Regions from separate parts of the Callithrix jacchus genome. Here region 2 is linked to region 1. A link is a contact called in public Hi-C data. All regions are on one chromosome and are shown on one strand. The core of a region is the stretch at or near the end of the contact, and the rest is flanking DNA. Distances in the headings are between cores, read along the strand shown. Region 1 overlaps DGKI (diacylglycerol kinase iota). Region 2 has its middle 150 kb from the start of PTN.

The links. Hi-C and Micro-C count contacts between places; a contact is called where the count stands out from the background.
Region 2: a Hi-C map of induced pluripotent stem cells shows a contact between it and region 1, with 2.6 times the contacts expected there. The contact joins two enhancer-like sites. A contact is called at or near these places in 3 of 3 Hi-C or Micro-C datasets (induced pluripotent stem cells and skeletal muscle).

The regions. Positions count from the first base shown.
Region 1 is chr11:109,735,839-109,739,699 of calJac240_pri, reverse strand. The region is part of intron 12 of DGKI (diacylglycerol kinase iota); the gene reads right to left. Among named protein-coding and RNA genes, the nearest start is that of PTN, 240 kb to the left of the region's middle. Within about 2 kb of position 2,084, at least 3 of the 16 cell types and tissues checked have an H3K27ac peak or open chromatin away from gene starts, as enhancers often do.
Region 2 is chr11:110,130,509-110,134,504 of calJac240_pri, reverse strand. No RefSeq gene overlaps it. Among named protein-coding and RNA genes, the nearest start is that of PTN, 150 kb to the right of the region's middle. Within about 2 kb of position 2,339, at least 2 of the 16 cell types and tissues checked have an H3K27ac peak or open chromatin away from gene starts, as enhancers often do.

The DNA of each region.
Region 1 (3,861 bases), core at 835-3,334:
AAGCCTCACTCTGATAAGTGCTTGACCTGACTTCCTACAAGCCCACTGACACACCCCTGTCATCTCCCCAGGATGGAACCATAGGAATCCACGGAAAAACCCAGCTCTCGTCTGAAAGTCTTATAAACATTCAATATTACTAGAAACCAAAGTGATACAGAGAAAAGTAAAAATCAAATAAAACAACCTTCTGTGAAGATGAACTAGCAAAGAAATAATTCCACATCACAGGAGGAATGCTAATACCAAGATGGATGGAACATTAGGGGGTTAATTTACTGCCCACGGAACACAAACTATTTCCAAATGACTTTGAAGTACGTGACGTACCCCACAACTTCTATGAATCGATACTGTGGTTTCCTGGGGGCTTTTTTGGTTTTTTTCTTTATTTGTTTTTTTAGATTTTGGTTTTGTTTTGAGACAGAATCTCACTCTGTTGCCCAGTCTGGAGTGGCACAATCTCAGCTCACTGCAGTCTCTGCCTCCTGGGCTCAAGTGATTCTCTAGCCTCAGCCCCTGCAAGCAGCTGAGACTAGAGGTGCAAATCACCACACCTGGTGAATTTTTTTTTTGTAGAGACGGGGTTTTGCCATGTTGCCCAGGCTGGTCTCAAGCTTCTGAGCTCAAAGTGATCCATCCGCCAAAGTGCTGGGATTACAGGCATGATCCACCACGCGCAGCCGATGCTGTGTCTTCTAACTGCCCTCCTTCAGATCTTCTAGGCTACGTTCCTATTGGTTTTCTCAGAGAAGATGGTCAGGAGTTTTCATGATACTGAGCTATGATTCCTCACAAAGGCAGAGCCCACAGGGCCCTTGGATTCCTCACCATCTCTTCTCCTTTTACCCTTGGTCTCTGCAGAACAGGACAAGTACAGAGGGTGTGAATGTAAAGGTGCTTCCCCTCTCATCAACCAATTTGCTTTATGAACTGGATAAATAAATTGTCTCCTTTCTTCTGTAGCCAAATGATCAAATATGTCATTGTCTCCTGAAGACAAGCAGAAAATCTTGCATTTCATCATTCCACCACTTTCGGAATCATCAAAGGCCTCCTGCCTTTCACAGAACAGATTTTGTTTTGTCTTGAAATTCTCCCACAGACAACCAACATTGGGCTAATAGTTCTCTGAGGGAGGTGGGTCTGTATCGCTCCTCCATAGCTCCTGAAGAGTTTTTCTCAGCCAGCAGCTCTATCAGCACTCCCCAACAGCCAGTGTCCCCGGAAGACAGCACAGTGCAGAAGTGTGCGGCACCAACCGAGCGGCAGGGAGCTCAGCTCCTCCACTCACTGGCTGGTTGAGTTTAGGTAAGTCACTTAATCTCTCTAAGCTCCCCTCACATCTGTAAAGCAAAAGTAATAATAATGCCTCTCTTCCAGAGTTGTTGCATCAACTAACATGTAGACATTGCTTAGCTAGGGCCTGACAAACAGCAAATGCTAAACTAACATTAGCTACTGTGACTCAGCTAGAATTTTCCTCCTCTTTTCTCACTTCATCCATAAAGGCCCAGTTTCCTAGAAGCAAAATGTCTTCTTCCCATTTCTCCACTTTAAGTTGAGCCCTGAGTTTGCAAATCAGTCCCACCTTTGGCCATCAAATCAGGAAGACTTTCTTTTCCAGACTCTAAAGAACGAACAGTAAAAGCCGAGCTGCCCTGCAGTAAAAATGGGCTATAAAAAACAGAATGGCAACAAGCACACACTTACAATAGCAGGAGACTTAAAAAAGTCTTGGGAAATACTCTGTCTTTGTCCTTAGAAAAAAACTTAACAAAATATTTTAAAGCCATTTCTGGAAGCTCTGTCTTTACAGCAATCCAGAACCTGTTTCTGCCTGAAGCCCAGACTGCACATTGAAAGGTTCTGCGGGCAGGAACTCTGCCAGGGCTTCAGTATTTTCCCAAATCATCTCCACCAGCTCACCTTGCACCTTTTCAATTAAATTATTTACTTAATTGCAACATATCACACTTGGTATATTTTCCGCCGGCACTGAAGAAAGTTATCCTGATTGGGCCTAATCATTTTCCAGTTTGCAGAGTTCTTTCCTTCCTTCCTAGGAAAAGCAGGGCTGACAGCTTGAGAACACCAGGTCCTCCGCTTTGTCCCTGAGCAGCCAGGCACGGCAGCAGCTGGCCAATGCTGCCACCATCTGTCCGTTTTCAGCAGTCGTTGTCACTGAATGTTTACCAAGTGCATCTTGAGCAATATTTTCATTCTGCAGTATACTAACATGAGAGGTGGCTTGGGGGAGGAGATGACAGCGAATTGATATTTTCTTCCAACAAAGCAGATGCACATTGCACTGCCTTGTCGTATATGCAAGCCAAAAAGCAAAGGGCACTCACATTTGGAAATCAAAGGAAAACAAGAGTAGTGTTGCTGAACTCTATTGGATGACTGGGGGACCCTTTTGAATATGTGCACGATGATTCTTCCTTTTGTTTTTTTAATGTATGTTTGTACTTAATAAAGCCAACATGTGTTAAAAGAAATGTGTTTAAAGTTAAAGAAATCAAGATAAAAGTCAAAGTATGACCTTTCCTTGGAATGTAGAATCCACACCAAGGGTACACTGTGTGCTTACTCATGAGAGAGGATGAACTATAATTAGGCTGAGGCTGAATGGGGAAAGGGGCTTAGGATGACGTGATTGTCCATATTGATTAAAGGAAAAATAATACTTTCTTCTTTGCATTGGCTGTGGTGAGTCAGGGCATGGGGGTGCCTACCATTTGGGATGTCGTCATTAGAACAAGAAATAAGCATCAAGTGGGTGGCTGAAGTCAATCTAATTTCAGGCCTTTGGAAAGAATTAAAATAAAGGCAGGCTTGCAAATTGAGCCAAGTTCATCAAAGTCAGGAGCCAGATAGGTAGGGACCACAGGTTATACCTTAAGGAGCCATAATGAGGATATGTGAGCCTCAGGGGATCAGTTCATGTGTTCTTCAATATTTCGGCAGGGTGACAGCCATTGGGAGTTGGATAGGTGTCAACGTGGCCAAGGAAGTGAGAAAATACAAATTTACCAGATGACAAAAGACAGGCTGTTTCTCATTTATAAACATGAAGGTTTGAGATCATTCTTGAGTTAGCTGAATTTTACTGCAGCCAAGAGATCAAAAAATGGGACAGCTGCAACTATGTGACAACCTCTGAATTGTGTAAGCCAGTAACAAAGAGACTACACTGCAGCCACTGGCCACATGTAGTGACCCAGCACTGAATATAAATAATCAAAAATTAGATGTGCTCTAAGCATAAAATACATGCTGGATTTTGAAGACTGTACAAATAGAAAATAAATTAACAATGTTTATAAATTAACACATATTAAAATGATACCACTTTAGATAAATAAAATATACTATAAAATTAATTTTACCTGCTTTTTGTTTAAAGTACCTTCTAGAAAATTCAAAATTGTACAAATATGGCTTGCATTAAAGTTCTCTTGAATAATAGTCTCTATTATTATAATGCTACAGCTGTTAGAACCTTAGAGATCTGAATGCATTTCTTCATAGATTTAGAAAGTCTCAAAAGAGGCTAAGGAACCTGCCAAAGTCACAGAAATAGGGGCGGAACCAACTCTCTCACCTCCACTTCCAAGTGTGTTAATGAGGAATGTATCCCTCTGCCTCCTTGTATTTTTTTTTTTTTTTAAGACAGAGTCTCACTGTGTCACCCAGGTTGGAGTGCAGTGGCATGATCTTGGCTCACTGCAACCTCCAACTCCTGGGTTCGAGCAATTCTCCCGTCTCAACCTCCCAGGTAGCTGGGATTACTGGCACGCACCACGTGCCTGGCTAATTTTTGTGTTTTTAATAGAGATGAGGTTTCACCAGGTTGGC
Region 2 (3,996 bases), core at 1,090-3,589, 390 kb before region 1:
CTTTGAATAGCTTCAGTGGCCAAGAGCTTTTTACCTATAAAAACAATTTGGGTTAATTTGGATTTTTGGGTAATTTAATGGGTTAACTTAAGTATTCAATTGGGTAATTCAAATTATTACACTAGACCAAACAAAGTTCCCTTTCCTCCAGTGGTTTTATCATACAAAGCTAAATGTAATATGTCTACTGTGCAATCTCTCTTTAAATCTAACTTCTGCTAGCATGTATCCTCTTTGTCATCATTATTAGCTACAATTTACAGATGCAGAAACTGAGGCTGAAAAACATTAAATAACTTGCCCAAGGTCAGATCGCCAGGGTTAATGGCTATTCTGGTACTTAAGCTCACGTCTCTTTTATTTCAAAACTAACATAATCACTATGTTGTCCTCAAAATAACATTTTCTTTAAAAACATCTTTTTATAAGTGGCTTCTATAGCACTATCAATCTCGAAACTCTTTCTCCGTATACCATTGAATTGTCAGTTTCTCTCTCAGTATGCAGCCCTGAAATTAACACAGGGTTGTCAATTAAAGACAGAGTTCAGGGGGATTATTACCAAATTTAATTTGGATCCAAAAAATCCATTTTAGTAAACTAAAATTGTGTGGGTGTTACCATACTTGTATTTTGTGATAAACAAAAGTTTCAGATTATTTTTATATAAATTTTTTCAAAGAAAGGCCTTCCCAATCCAGTTATAAAATTTACTGTTTTAACTAAAATCAAGAATATTTATTTTTGTTAAATGTCATCATTTTGAATTAAGCCTACACAATCATTTTAAAACTTGATTGTGACATCTATCATATTAGCTTGTGTCCAAATTTTATGTCATCTGCAAATTTGATAACCATGTTTTCTAAGCATTAAGTCATGTCATTGCTACAATAGTAAAAGGACAACATAAATCAGAGAGGTTACAAATATTCTATTAGAAATGCTGCTAAATACAAAAAGAACTAAACTTCTCGAAAAAATTGTTCAAATTTGTAGGACAACAATCCAAACAACATTTCACCATATTATTAGCCAAGAAACAAGAGTAACCTTTAGTTAAATGCTGTGTAGAAATCATCAGACCCTGCATGTCAATCCTTTCGAAACAGAATAACTTGTTCTGACATATTCTTAATAAACCTACATTGGCTCCTGATCACATCATTTTTTCTACAGGCTCAGAAAGCATAGGGTTAATAATACACCCTGAAGTTTCCAGGGAGCAAATATCATGTGCTTGGAGATCTTATTTTTGGAAAAGGAAAACATGGGTCTTTCAGTGGTAGATGTAGTGAAAACATGCTAATATTCGTTTTGGTACCATGTTTTTTTGTTTTTGTTTTTTTTTTGAGACGGAGTTTCGCTCTTGTTACCCAGGCTGGAGTGCAAGGGCGCGATCTCGGCTCACCGCAACCTCCGCCTCCTAGGTTCAGGCACTTCTCCTGCCTCAGCCTCCTGAGTAGCTGGGATTACAGGCACGCGCCACCATGCCCAGCTAATTTTTTGTATTTTTAATAGAGACGGGGTTTCACCATGTTGGCCAGGATAGTCTCGATCTGTTGACCTCGTGATCCACCCGCCTCGGCCTCCCAAAGTGTTGGGATTACAGGCTTGAGCCACCGCACCCTGCCTGGTACCATGTTTTTCCGTATTACATGATGGTCTTACATTTTCATCAACAGACACACCCTGAACATATCATCAACTTCACAGTAATATGTGCCTATGTTTTATATGTTTGAATATTTTGCAACTATCTTACACATGTACAATGTAACAGTGTTAGGAAACCAGAAGACAGACCATATAGAACCGTCATAGAAACAGCCTAAATTCCTTAGTACTGCCAAAACGATTTGCCATTCAAAAGACGTCTTGTCATTTCAAACCTTCCTAATAATTCACTATACTGGCTTATTCTTCAAAAAGATAAACTCATCATCCTATAGTACTTTATTTTAAAATCTATCTCCTCTTACAATAAGGATTTTTAAAAAGTTTTCTGATCAAAATCATAGATTTAACCCAATATTATATTTGAACTCTTACCCAGTAGGCCTTGATTTCAGCAGGCAGATTTGTGTATGTAAGTCCCCATTTTACATTTTATGATTTTATTGTTTTTGACCATGCATGATTTAGCTATTTCAGTCTGTCTTTTGTTTCTCTTGAAATAGGAATTGGCCTTCTCTGAACCTTCTCTGGAGCTCCAAGTTTGTTGCACATTTCGTAGGTATGTTAATTAGACATTCTTGAAGTGCTGTCCCAGTGGGGATGCACTGATGACTTGAGTCTTCGCCATGCGATGGGAATGTGAATCTTATTGCAGTTCCGTCAGGTTCCACATGATGGTGGCCTTGTCTCCGCAAAATGGACTTTAGGTCCCTCTGTGCTAAGCTTATTGGCCTCAATTTCAAGCTCTGGTAATAAAGCAGCTGTCAATTTGCCAGAGCCCCTGTGAAACAGCTGGGATTCTCAACTTGGGCTACATCCAACACCTGTGGCTGAGACACAGGGACTGTGAGAGATATAGGCGTGCTGAAGAGCAGTGGGACTGTCTGAACATTTTCAAATTCTAATTTACTCAAGTATGTTTGATTTCAACTTTTCTGTAGAATATTTTCCTAACACAATTCAAATTTGAAGAATGGAGTATTGAGGTGCATAGTGAAAATTTAAATAATGCTGTATTCTATACTTTGCTTATTAGGCTTTACTTATAATCACTTACCTGTCTCTGGAGCTGTGCTTTCCAATACAGCCAACAAGCCATATGTTGCTCCTGAGTACTTAAGATCTAGTCTGAATTGAGATCAGCAGTAAGTGTAAAATACACATGAAATTTCAAACACTAAATATGAAAAAGATTATGCAAAATCTATACTTCAATATAAAAAAATAATACGCCAGGTGTATTGGGTTAAATATATTACTAGAATTGATTTCACCTGTTGTTAGGTTTTTAAAAGTGACTACTAGAAATTTTTAAATTGTAGTTGACCTGCTTTGGTGGCTCACATTATATTTCTGTTGAACTGAGCTTGTCTAGAAGAAGGCTTGATGTTTACTAACCACTGAGAATTCTTATATTCCTTTGCAGTATTTTTCTCATGAAATCTCTCAATTCCTCAGCATAGTTATCAGATTTATCCCAGAATCTGAATTTTCAGGAAATGTTGGAGATTTCGATGTCGCTCTAGAATAGATACATTTTAGAAGTCTCCCAAAGAAAACTTCATCATCATGACTGACCATCAGAATAATGTGGAGAAAGCTTTATCATTTATTTATGGTTCCCTCTACAGATATGTTAATTTAGTAAATACCGGTTGATTGATATGTTGCTCCACATTTTTTCTTTCTTTTTTCCTTCCTCTCCTATAGCTTTACCAATGAAGTAGGAGTGATATCTATGTAGGGAACTACTCTGTTGCCTGAAGAAACTGATGTGAAAGGAACATGATTATTAGGGACCTATCAAGATAAGGGTTGAACAAGAGTGAACTGAAGGTTGCCACCTTCAGCTGTATTCCAGAGTTGTTCTAGTGTTTCAGAGTGTAAATGAAAATCAATTCACCCTGTGGTATAAGAGGTTGATATGTAACTATGAAAATTACATGGAATATCTTCTTAATATTTTATTATTCCATAATTATAAAATCACATATGTTGGACACACTTTAGATTGGAGAGCCACCAAGCCCTTCTCTCCATTACTTAAATACATCTTTTGTACATTTTGAAGCTGATGAAGCCTCATGTAACATGTTTTCTTAAGAAGGAAGTCCCTGAAGAAGCAAAATGCATGAATTCAAAATACCCGACAGACTTGACGGGGTAGTTGGGCATTTCTAAGTATCATCTGAAGAAGAGGTGCTAGAATTCATTAGAAAAAACAGAGTTTAATAGGAAAGTATAAATAGTTAGCAGAATTAAATTGAAAATATTTAGCAGAACTTCAATTTAATTCTGCTAAATATTTATACTTTTCTG